2 separate regions of the Gossypium hirsutum genome follow, and region 2 is linked to region 1. A link is a contact called in public Hi-C data. All regions are on one chromosome and are shown on one strand. Each heading gives the region's core, a stretch centred on a gene start, on an enhancer-like site or on the middle of the called end of the contact. The rest is flanking DNA. Distances are from core to core; before and after follow the strand shown. Region 1 has its middle 23 kb from the start of LOC107923692. Region 2 has its middle 57 kb from the start of LOC107916043.

Region 1 (5,134 bases), core at 2-2,501:
GCGATTGGCTCGAATTCGTCGAGGTCGAATAGTGGAATTGGCCGGGCCACGAAGAAGGTTAGAAGGCATGTGGATCAACTCCCAGAGTCAGAGGATCCTACGGTAGATAGAAATGGTCAAATAGTACTACAAAATCAAATTTGAGGTTTTATTACAAGGAGACGCTAATAGGTGGAGGCGTTAACTTGTCTGAGCATGCTTGAATGGAGGCTGAATTTTAGCTGCAAGTCGGAGACTTTACGACGGAGATGGTGGATGGGATCCCATCAGTTAATTTTTCTGATCGTGTTCACAGTTTTATAGAGAAGAAAATGGAGACCTCTTTAGCGATTAAGTTGCTTGGGAGAAATATTGGGTTCTATACGCTCCTTGACAAGGTGCAAATGTTGTGGAAACCTAAAAATCTCTTTCAACTTATGGATTTAGAGAAGAGTTTTTACCTTGTTCGTTTTCTTGACAAGGTGGATCTAGAAAGTGTGGTTATGGGTGGAGCATAGGTGATTTATGGGCACTACTTATATGTTCAACCATTGACTCCCTCCTTTTCCACTGATAGGGATGTGATTGATAGCCAAGTGGTTTGGATCAGGTTACCTGGGTTCTTAGAATTGCTTTTACTCGAAATGCCTTCTCAAGGCGATAAGACAACTTATTGGCCTAGTGGTTAAAATTGATATGAATACTATGCAGGTAAAAAGAGAGAAGTTTGCTCGTATGGCTGTGAATATTGATCTAAGGAGGCCCTTGATTTAGAAGATTAGAGTTGAGGAACGATTGTAGAAGGTGGAATACGAAGGTTTGCCTAATGTACACTTCAGTTGCAGGTTGTATGGTCATAGTGCGGAGATTTGTCGGGGGGTCCAGTCGAGTTCCTCAGTGGATAAAGTTGAACAGTAGGAACCGGATGTGGTGAAGTTACTGTTCAGAAGTCGGTTGAGGAGGAAAGCTTTGGGCGGTAGATGTTGGTGGAGTGCAGACAACGAGGAAGGAGAAAGGACTCAATAGATAGCCAAAAAGAAAGTGGTTGGAATGTTGATGCGGGTGGATCGTGATTTGCCACTTTTGATTCACCGAATTTGGAAAGAGATCTCAAGATTCAAAGGGATATTACTGATGGACAGCTGGAAAATTTAATGGATTTGGCTCAAAATGCGTAGCCAGGTGTGAGGAGGGATGAAGTAATGGCTAGGGATATAGGAGATAGGGTTTCAGTGGGTAATGGAAAAGGTAAAAAGTAAAGGGAAGGGGATTGATATTGTTAGTGGGCTTAAGGTGGCTCAACAGGCTTTGAAGTCTTCTAATGGCTCTAGTAGGTCGGTGGGTATAGATCATAATGGTTTGTTGGGTACCAATTTTGAGCAAGTTAATGTTCTAAGTTGGATAATGCGAAACATAAGGTTGTCCAGACTTTAGTTTGTGTTAATGTAGAAGGGCCAAGAGGGAAGGAAAATAGGCATTTCATTTTTTGCAGTCGCGGTCTGGGTGATATTAACTCGAAATCTTCCTTAGCTTCTAAACTACGTTTCCAATGGAGTAAACGACCAAATGGGGCGTTGAATGATTCAGGGAATAAGATGGTAGAGGTAGGAGTAGCTGTGGAGGAAATTGTTAGGGTAATTGATAATATAGTTACACACGATAACAGTGATAAACATTTGACTTTGTGCAATAAGAAGATAGATGCAGATTGTGGAGGTACTGTGGTTATTTCCTCATGATTTTTTTTATGTCACTAATGGATATGTTTTGATGCTTTGGTTTATTGTTACTAGCTATGGACACAAAAATTATTTTTTGGAATTATCGAGGAATGGGACATCTTCGGTTCCATAAAATTGTTGCTAAATATAGGTGGGAGTTTAATCCATATATATTTTTTGTGTTTTTAAGACTCGGATAAGTGGTCTTCGAGCAGATGGGATCATTGGTAAGCTAAGGTTTGATAATTCTTTTAAGATAGAAGCTTTGGGTTTTTTAGAAGGATTTGGTTTCTCTGGAATGATACTATTTTAGTCTATATTATGGCTCTCTACCATCAGATGATTATTAGGAGTTCGTGACAGTGTTAGTTCAACTAAATTTCTCTGTTCAGCAGTTTATGTGAGTTCACAAATATCTTCTAAGAGGTTTGTAGCGACGTAAAAATTTTAGCTTTGGTCGCTAATTAGGGTGTTTGATTGAAAGTTTAGAAACTGAGGTTTGATTTTGAAATAAAAGGGAGTCGCCACTGATCCTTTTTCTTAGGTGTGATCGGACACCTATTAGATTTCTTTTTTTAAAAAGAAAGTCGAGTTTAGGTCTACGTCAAAAGCCAAATAAAAATTAGAGTTCGGGAGTCGGTTACGCGCGAGGAAGGTATTAGCACCCTCGCGACGCCCAAAATTGGTATCTTATAAACATGTGTTGTCTTGATTTTCAAAAATGCAAGTTCAATGTAACACTTAGATGTGATCCGATTGAAACATGAGAATTTTTAATCTTTTGATTTTTTAGAAGGACATACCGTTTTAATACGAGTCAATTGATGTTCACCCAACATAGCGATGAAATCGATGACTTGATGTTAAATCGGTACGTTGCCTTGATTATTAAAATCAATTAGAAAACAAGAATTGACTTTCAAAGTAATGCAAAGCAAAACTGATATGGAATAAAAATAAATGAATGAAAGAGCTAGGTATAGATTGAAGTAAATAATCAATGTGATAATAATATTAAAATGATAGAGATATATACGACATTAAGCGCAATACTAGAATTAAACATGAAATAGAAACAATGAATATATATATATAGTGATGATGTTAAGAGTATGTACGTAAAATAGGAATGAAAAAGGTTTACATAATAATACTAATATGGGTACATAATATATACATATATATATATAACATATTTAAAATGAACATATACAATATACGTATATAACAGACATATACTAATAATAGTAAAAATAGCAACAATAAAAGATATATGTACACCAAATAACATATATATATAGGTAGTAATAATGTTAAAGATATATTATATATAGTATTTGAAATATATATAGAATAGTAAAAATATAATTTGTAATGCTAAAATATATATAATATTTACATATATATATAAAATAAATATTGAAGAATGTATGCACATAGGAAATATAAACACCAATAATATTATAAAAGAAAAAAGAAACAAATAATACAAAATATTGAAATGAAATAATGAAAACTACTATATATACATATACACATATATAATGAAATATATAGTAGTATTAATAACAATAATAAGGATTATATAAAAATACATACATGAAATAGCATGAAAAATACATACAATTGATTTAAAATATACATATGCGTATTACAATACATACACAATAATAAAAAATAAAAGTACCAATATACACGTACATTCGATAAAGATATATAGATAAGCACATGTTAATATTAACAATGACAAGAAAAGTGGAGATATATTTATGAAATGGAATAAAACATGTAACTAATAATACTAACAATATATACAAACTATGTATAAAAGCATATACGATACATATGTACATTAGCAATGATAATAATGTGATAGAAAGACAATTATTGACAACATTACATAAAGATATATTTAAAATAAATATATGATAATATTAAGAACACATACATAATATATACGTACTATATATAAATACTATATGTATAATATATTAAAATAGAAACATAATATACGTAGATAAAAAATATATATGCATATTTACAAATGTATGTAATACAATTTTAGGATGTATGCGTAAATGTATATATATATTTAATGAATGCCTAGGTTAATGATATTAAACCATTAATAATACTAAATAACATAATTAGGTTAGTATTAAGTAAAATAAAGATAGTGATAGAATACCAAAAATATAATAATAACATTAATAAAATATATTAATATAAATAATATTGAAATTAAAACAAAATAATGAGGAAAAGTAAAAAAAAAGATGAAAATCGAAACAAACGCAAAGTTAGGGGCGAATTTTAAAAAAAAAATAAAGAAGAAATGACTTATTAGAACACGCGAGAGATGTGAAGGGACCAAAACAGCAATATTACCTTCCCCTCAAAACGCAGCGTATCAGTAGGGACCAAATTGAAAGGCGCTGAAAATTATGGGGCCAAATTGCAAAATCATAGGGACTTAATTGCGAAATCTCAGAAAAGCAGAAGGGCCAAATGCGCAAATTGTCCTTCTGCTCAAAAACACGCGGATCCTGACCTGGAGCGGGTCGGGTCGACCCGACCCGGGGCCAAAACGGCGCCGTTTTTGTTTAAACCGGGGGGACCAAAACGCACCGTTTTGGTCCTCTATAAAAGATACAATTTTTTGAAAAAAAATTCATTTGCACCTGGGAAAGAAAAAAAAAAGAAAGGAAGGAAGGAGAGAAGAGGGGAGAGAGGGGAAATCCGGCCACGGGCCGGTCACCGGTTCGGTTGCCGAACCGTCGCCGGCGCCGGCCACCATGTAAGTTTTTTTTATATTTATTTGTTTTATATCTTTCTATGTATTTTTAATGTTTTTTTAGTGTTTATGTGTAAAAAAATGGCATAAAACAGTAATTAAAATGAAAAATTACCTTAGGTTTTTTTCTTTTTGATTCCTCAACCTTTGATATATCGATTTGCTTTGATGTTATCCTTGTATCTAAATACTGATGGAATTGCTATTATTGCTCTAGATTTGAGATGATTTTCTTATTTCTTTTTGTTTTCAAAAACTGTCGAATCATTTACAATTGTTGTGTTTTTTGCTTTATAGCCATTTTTACATTGTTTTGTTTCCCTAGAATTTGTTGTTTGCGTGTGCTCTTTGCCTTGCAGGGTATGGCCGGTGCTGGTGGTGGCAGAGGCCAGTGCTGGATGGGACACGGGTAGGTGCAAGTGGGCAAGTGGGAGCTGACAATGGGGCTAGGGTTTCGGTGGGTTTGGTTTTAGTTTAGGTGGGTTTGGTTGGTTTAGGTTAGTGGGCTTCTGAATTAGGTTCAAGTGGGTTAAGGGGATTAATGGGTTTAGGTTAGTGTTGGGCTGAGGGTAGGTTATTGTTTGTATTTGGGTTGGGTAATTTATGAATGGCCCAAAATTGGCCTGTAACAGCTGCCCCT
Region 2 (5,115 bases), core at 2,415-4,914, 130 kb after region 1:
TCCAAAAAATTCTTTATTTCATAATCACCGTCGCAAACATGCGTGGATTTCAAATCAAAATCTATCTATTCATGTTGTCATGATTAGTCTCCAATTATATAAGCATGATATAATAAATAAATCATAGTTAAGTATACATGAAATTATTTAACATCATCGTTATCACCCTGGCTGAGTGGTTAAAGGCCTTAATGATTGCCCATAGTGCGTAGGCCTCAATTGGAATAGCAGCAACTCTAGGAGGCAATGGACAATAGCAAATTTTGGGATATTTTTGTGACTTATGGAGAAAAACAATTAAAAGAGATTTATACTGATAACTTTTTATAAAATAAAAGACAGAGAATAAAGAACAAAGAGAATGACAGAGCAAAGAGAGAGCATATTTTTATTGATTAATTGGAATCTATACAAAACTTCTCCAAAGTCTCTATTTATAGGCATAAGAAGTATAAATGAAGTCTTGATCTAATTCTAATGACTATTAGAATTTAAAGTACATCAAAATTTATCTTGATCTTAATGGACATCCACTTAATAAGATCTTCATAACAACGTAAATATAATTACAAATAATTACATTAAAATCCAATTATTATGTGACTTTGCAAATGCATTGATAGTAATAGTGATTTAAAAGAAAATGAAAAACCTAAAATGTGCCTAATTTTATTTTATTATTACAATTTGAAACATTGTTTGATAAATTATTGAAAAAATAAATCAATTGAAAAATAATATTTTTAATATTTTAATTTTGTTACATACATTTGATAATCTAAAACAAACACAACTCAAAAAAATTTGTCAATTAAATGTGTGTTAAATGTGTGAAAAATGATAAGTAGATCAATTCTATTTATCACTTAATTAATAGTATTTTCAATTAATTCTATTTTTTTTATTTTAATATAATATTTTTCTGTACAAAAATTATGTTTAAAATTTGATTTTGTTTACAATAAGGCAGTGAAATGTTTAAACATTAAGGATAATATGTAGAATAAAATCTTTTTATAATTTAAATTTTATATTTATCAAACAATCTAATTATATTTTGTACCTAATTTTAAGTAATATATCAAATTGATTTTAGGGTTAAATATAAATTAGAATCCAAACTTGTCCACTTCTTCGAGATTGATACTTATAGTTTTTTTTTGCTCAAATTGGTACTCAATTTTTTTTCGTCAACTAAATCGATATTTGAGTCTAATGCCGTTAAGTTTAAGACTTGTTTTAGAATAAGATTATGACACATTGCATAAATGATGTCACGGTCAAGTTATAATCTAAAAAAGATTTAAAAACCCTTTTTTTCTCCCCCAATTTTTCTGTGGTTTTTTTTCCCCTTCTTTTTCTTCTTCTTCTTCCCTTAAACAAAAATATAAAATTCCGTTTCATTCCCTGCACTTTCTCAGTAACCAAACAAAAATACACATCTACCAAAAATACCAAATCTAAAGGAATCAACAATAAAAACAAATTTCAGCGAAATATAAAATATCGGCGATCTCTTAACAGAAGACTCATCTAAAGCATACAATTATCACCTGAAGATCAACTACTCCAATGAAAAAACAAAAGAAACAAACAGATTTCTTTTTCCCACAATAAACGTAAAAACTTCACCATAAAATGAAGGCTCTAAAATCCACTGTAAAAGCTATTCACCAGTTAACAAAGCCAGCTCCCTTTTTTTACCCTAAATCATTGAGTGGGGACTGAGTTTGTGTTTGGGGGTTGTTATAGGGTGCTATAATGGAAGCTAATGGGGTGAATTTGGGGGTTTTGGTGTTGGGGATTGAGGGCTTAATGGGGAGAGAAAAGGGAGGTGAAGATTGGGCATTAATGTTTTGTGGAGGAAGGTTTATTTTTTAATTCTTTGAACTATTGTAGTCATGAAAAGTAATCTAAAAAAAAAAAGGGAAATAATACCCCTTGCTTATTTGCACTTTATGACAACAAATTACCATGATTAAAGCTAAGTAAGGTGAAGAACAACATCAGAAAACTGAACAGGAAGGGAGGTGATTTGTTTTTTTTTTTTTGGTTCAAAAGTCATTGTAATAGTATTTTGAAATTAGATTTTGTTTTTCCTTGAAACGAAGAACACTCTGAAGAAGCCATTTCAAATCTATCAAAATTGATTTTTTTTTGTTTGCAAATTTAAGAAGAAATTTTCACGAGTTGGGTTGAGGGAAGAAGAAGAAGAAAGGGAAAAAAAAAACGGAATGATAGAAAATTGGCGGAGAAAAAAAAGTTTTTTAAAATTTTTTTATATTATGACATCATCATGACATCATTTATACTACGTGTCACAATTTTATTCTGTCACGTGTCTTAAACTTAACAACATTACCGATTTAGTTGATGGAAAAAAATTGGGAACCAATTTTAGGCAAAAAAATATACGTACCAACATGAAAGAAATGGACAAATTTGAGTACTATTTTTATATTTAACTCTAAATTTTATAACTTAAATTTAATATTTAATTTTTCAACATATATTTTTTTTAGCACCAAATCTTTTAGTTTATTAAACACTCTCAAATGTTTTAAGTTGTACTTGAGCCAAACTAAGTTTAATGTGTAAGAAATTCGAGGTTTACTGAAAGTGAGACTTAAATTTTTTTTTACCTCAATCAAGTTTCAATTTTAAACCAGAGCTTGATTCAAGATACAAATAGAACAACTTGTTAAATTATACATAAATACCTAATTAAAAATAGCTTGATTTTCATTTCCAACTTCAGCTCAATTATTTATAATAAAAATGAAACTATAGTTTGAATTTAAATTTTTCAATATTATTAAAAATCTTAATATTGAATTCAACAATGAAATCCAACATAAATAACTTGCGAATAAAGTTATCTACTTTACACCTATAGTCATCAATATTAATTGAATCTAAATGATGTTATGTTGTTTGCCCACTTTCACAATCATCTCTAGTGGGTTAATCCAACTCACAAGCTTAGCCCATTAACGGGTGAGCAAAGGTATGCTTTTTCAAACCCAAAGATTTGGGTCCTCAATTTTAATACATCTACTAAAATTTTATTGATGAATGGATTCATCAGATTGATTGAAATAAAATTAATGAATTATTTGATTCACACATTATTTAAGAATCAAAGAATATTTAAACAGATAATAAATCAATTTAATTATAAAATTCGATAAAAAAAATCATTTGAATTGATAATAATATATTAGGTATATATTTTTTCAAAATTTATTTATAAATTAATACAATATTAACCTTTAACCTTTTAGTCTTATATGTAAATATTAAAATTACATCACTAAGCTAAATGTTTTTCTTGTAAGTAAAAGAATTGATTAAAGCACAGTTAGTCTATGAGTACCGATACTATTAAAAATCGCCCTCAATTAGACAACAATTTCCATTTGGGGCTTGTGTAAACTTGTGAACAACAATTGCTTGTGAGAATCTCATTGCTGCCAGTGCATTGGCAACTTTATTACCCTCACGATAAACATGGAAACTTCAACCTCCCAATCCAATCTTAGCACCATGATTATCCTCTTGTTCAGTGGTAAGATTGGATTGAGAGGCACTCACTCCCAGGTGTCAAAGCCTGTTGGAGTCCCTCCAAGGCTCCTCAAAGCTTTGTTTCCATAACCGAACACGTCCCAATATTCATAGGGAAGCCCACTAGCCAATCTCTATTATTATCCGGATAACACCCCCGGCCATAGTCGCACTTATGCCACTATTTCACTCCCCGTCTGTATTAACCTTAAGCACCCCCTCTTAGCTTTAACTAGCGAACCAGTGACTCAACCCTCTGTTTCACATTACTAACAAGTACCCCATCAGCACTCGCCCTACTGGTCTCAATGGCTAACCAGTTAACTTGTTGCAAGACAGATTCACACTCTACAAAATCTTGATTAAATAGTTTCTTATTGTACCGCTACCATAAGAGGTAGACTAAAAAGCCAAGTCTGATATCCCAATCACTATCCGACTCGGCAAAACGTGATAGAGCAATTATATATGTGAAAGTCCAATCAATAATATTCGTGGTCTGTATCCTCCTCTTCTTCACTACACAGTTGACATATTCTATCATCTCAAATGTCTTTTTACCCGATTCACGCTAGTCAATAGCTTATCAGTCAATCCGAGCATTTTTACCCGCTGTGGACCCTTATAACCCCAAAGTTTCCTCCATTTTTGATCAGCTTGTACCAGAGAGCATCATAAGCCGATCTTGATGAGAAACCCCTTGATGCAGCTGTTAAGAAAAGAGTCAGAAAAAAGGAAAGAAAAACAGAAAGGAGAAGAAAACGAGAGACGAAGAAGAAAACAATTCATTCAAATTTTTGCATACTGAATAACAAGAGCCTAAGCTGTTATATGCAACTTACCATTACAACGGAATTAAAAATTCTGTTAGGTTTGTTAGGCACGCATATCTAAGACCATAAAATGCACCAATTTCACTTAAGTAGCAGACGCCCAACTTACTACTAATTCAAGTTCTTTTCTTGTAATTTTTATGTTTTGAGGTCCCGGGAGTTTGATTTAGCTAACCCAGATACCAATTTGTAAAACTGTTAAAATTTTCTAAAGTTTCCAATACCTGATGAAATTGGAGTTAATTTGTTACATTTTAAGCTTAGAAGTGAAAAATGACTAGTTTGTAAAGTTTAATTGCTAGTTTTTTAACTTAGGGACTAAAGTGCATAAATTTCAAAATTTACGTTAAATTTTTGTAAATATAGATAATAGAGGGATATAGAAGGATGAAATTGGGATCAGTTTCGAAATTGAGGCTCAAATTTGAAAGTTATGGTACTTTTGGTTTTAGGGACTAAATTGAATGAAAGGCAAACCTTTAAAGAACTTTTTAAAAGTGAAATTAAATTGTCATATGCATATAATAAGATGTTATAAGGTATTTAAAATTGATAAACTAAAATGAATTGTCGTATAAATAGGGATTTGCATCAACCAGAGGATAATTGAGGAAAATGCAACATTGCGGATTAATCCTCGATGTTTCATTTGTTGTCGTTTTTACCAAATAAGTTCATATGAAACTTACTAAGTTATTTATTGTAACCTCTCCAATCC

What was found. A called contact is a pair of places that touch in the nucleus more often than the background predicts.
Region 2: a contact with region 1 is called in a Hi-C map of leaf, with 3 times the contacts expected there. The contact joins two enhancer-like sites. A contact is called at or near these places in 5 of 34 Hi-C or Micro-C datasets (hypocotyl and leaf).

Annotation. Positions count from the first base shown.
Region 1 is chrA12:80,547,045-80,552,178 of Gossypium_hirsutum_v2.1, forward strand. No RefSeq gene overlaps it. Among protein-coding and RNA genes, the nearest start is that of LOC107923692, 23 kb to the right of the region's middle. Within about 2 kb of position 1,252, at least 9 of the 9 cell types and tissues checked have an H3K27ac peak or open chromatin away from gene starts, as enhancers often do. A contact at or near this core is called in leaf, where this site is marked.
Region 2 is chrA12:80,670,472-80,675,586 of Gossypium_hirsutum_v2.1, forward strand. No RefSeq gene overlaps it. Among protein-coding and RNA genes, the nearest start is that of LOC107916043, 57 kb to the left of the region's middle. Within about 2 kb of position 3,665, at least 4 of the 9 cell types and tissues checked have an H3K27ac peak or open chromatin away from gene starts, as enhancers often do. A contact at or near this core is called in leaf, where this site is marked.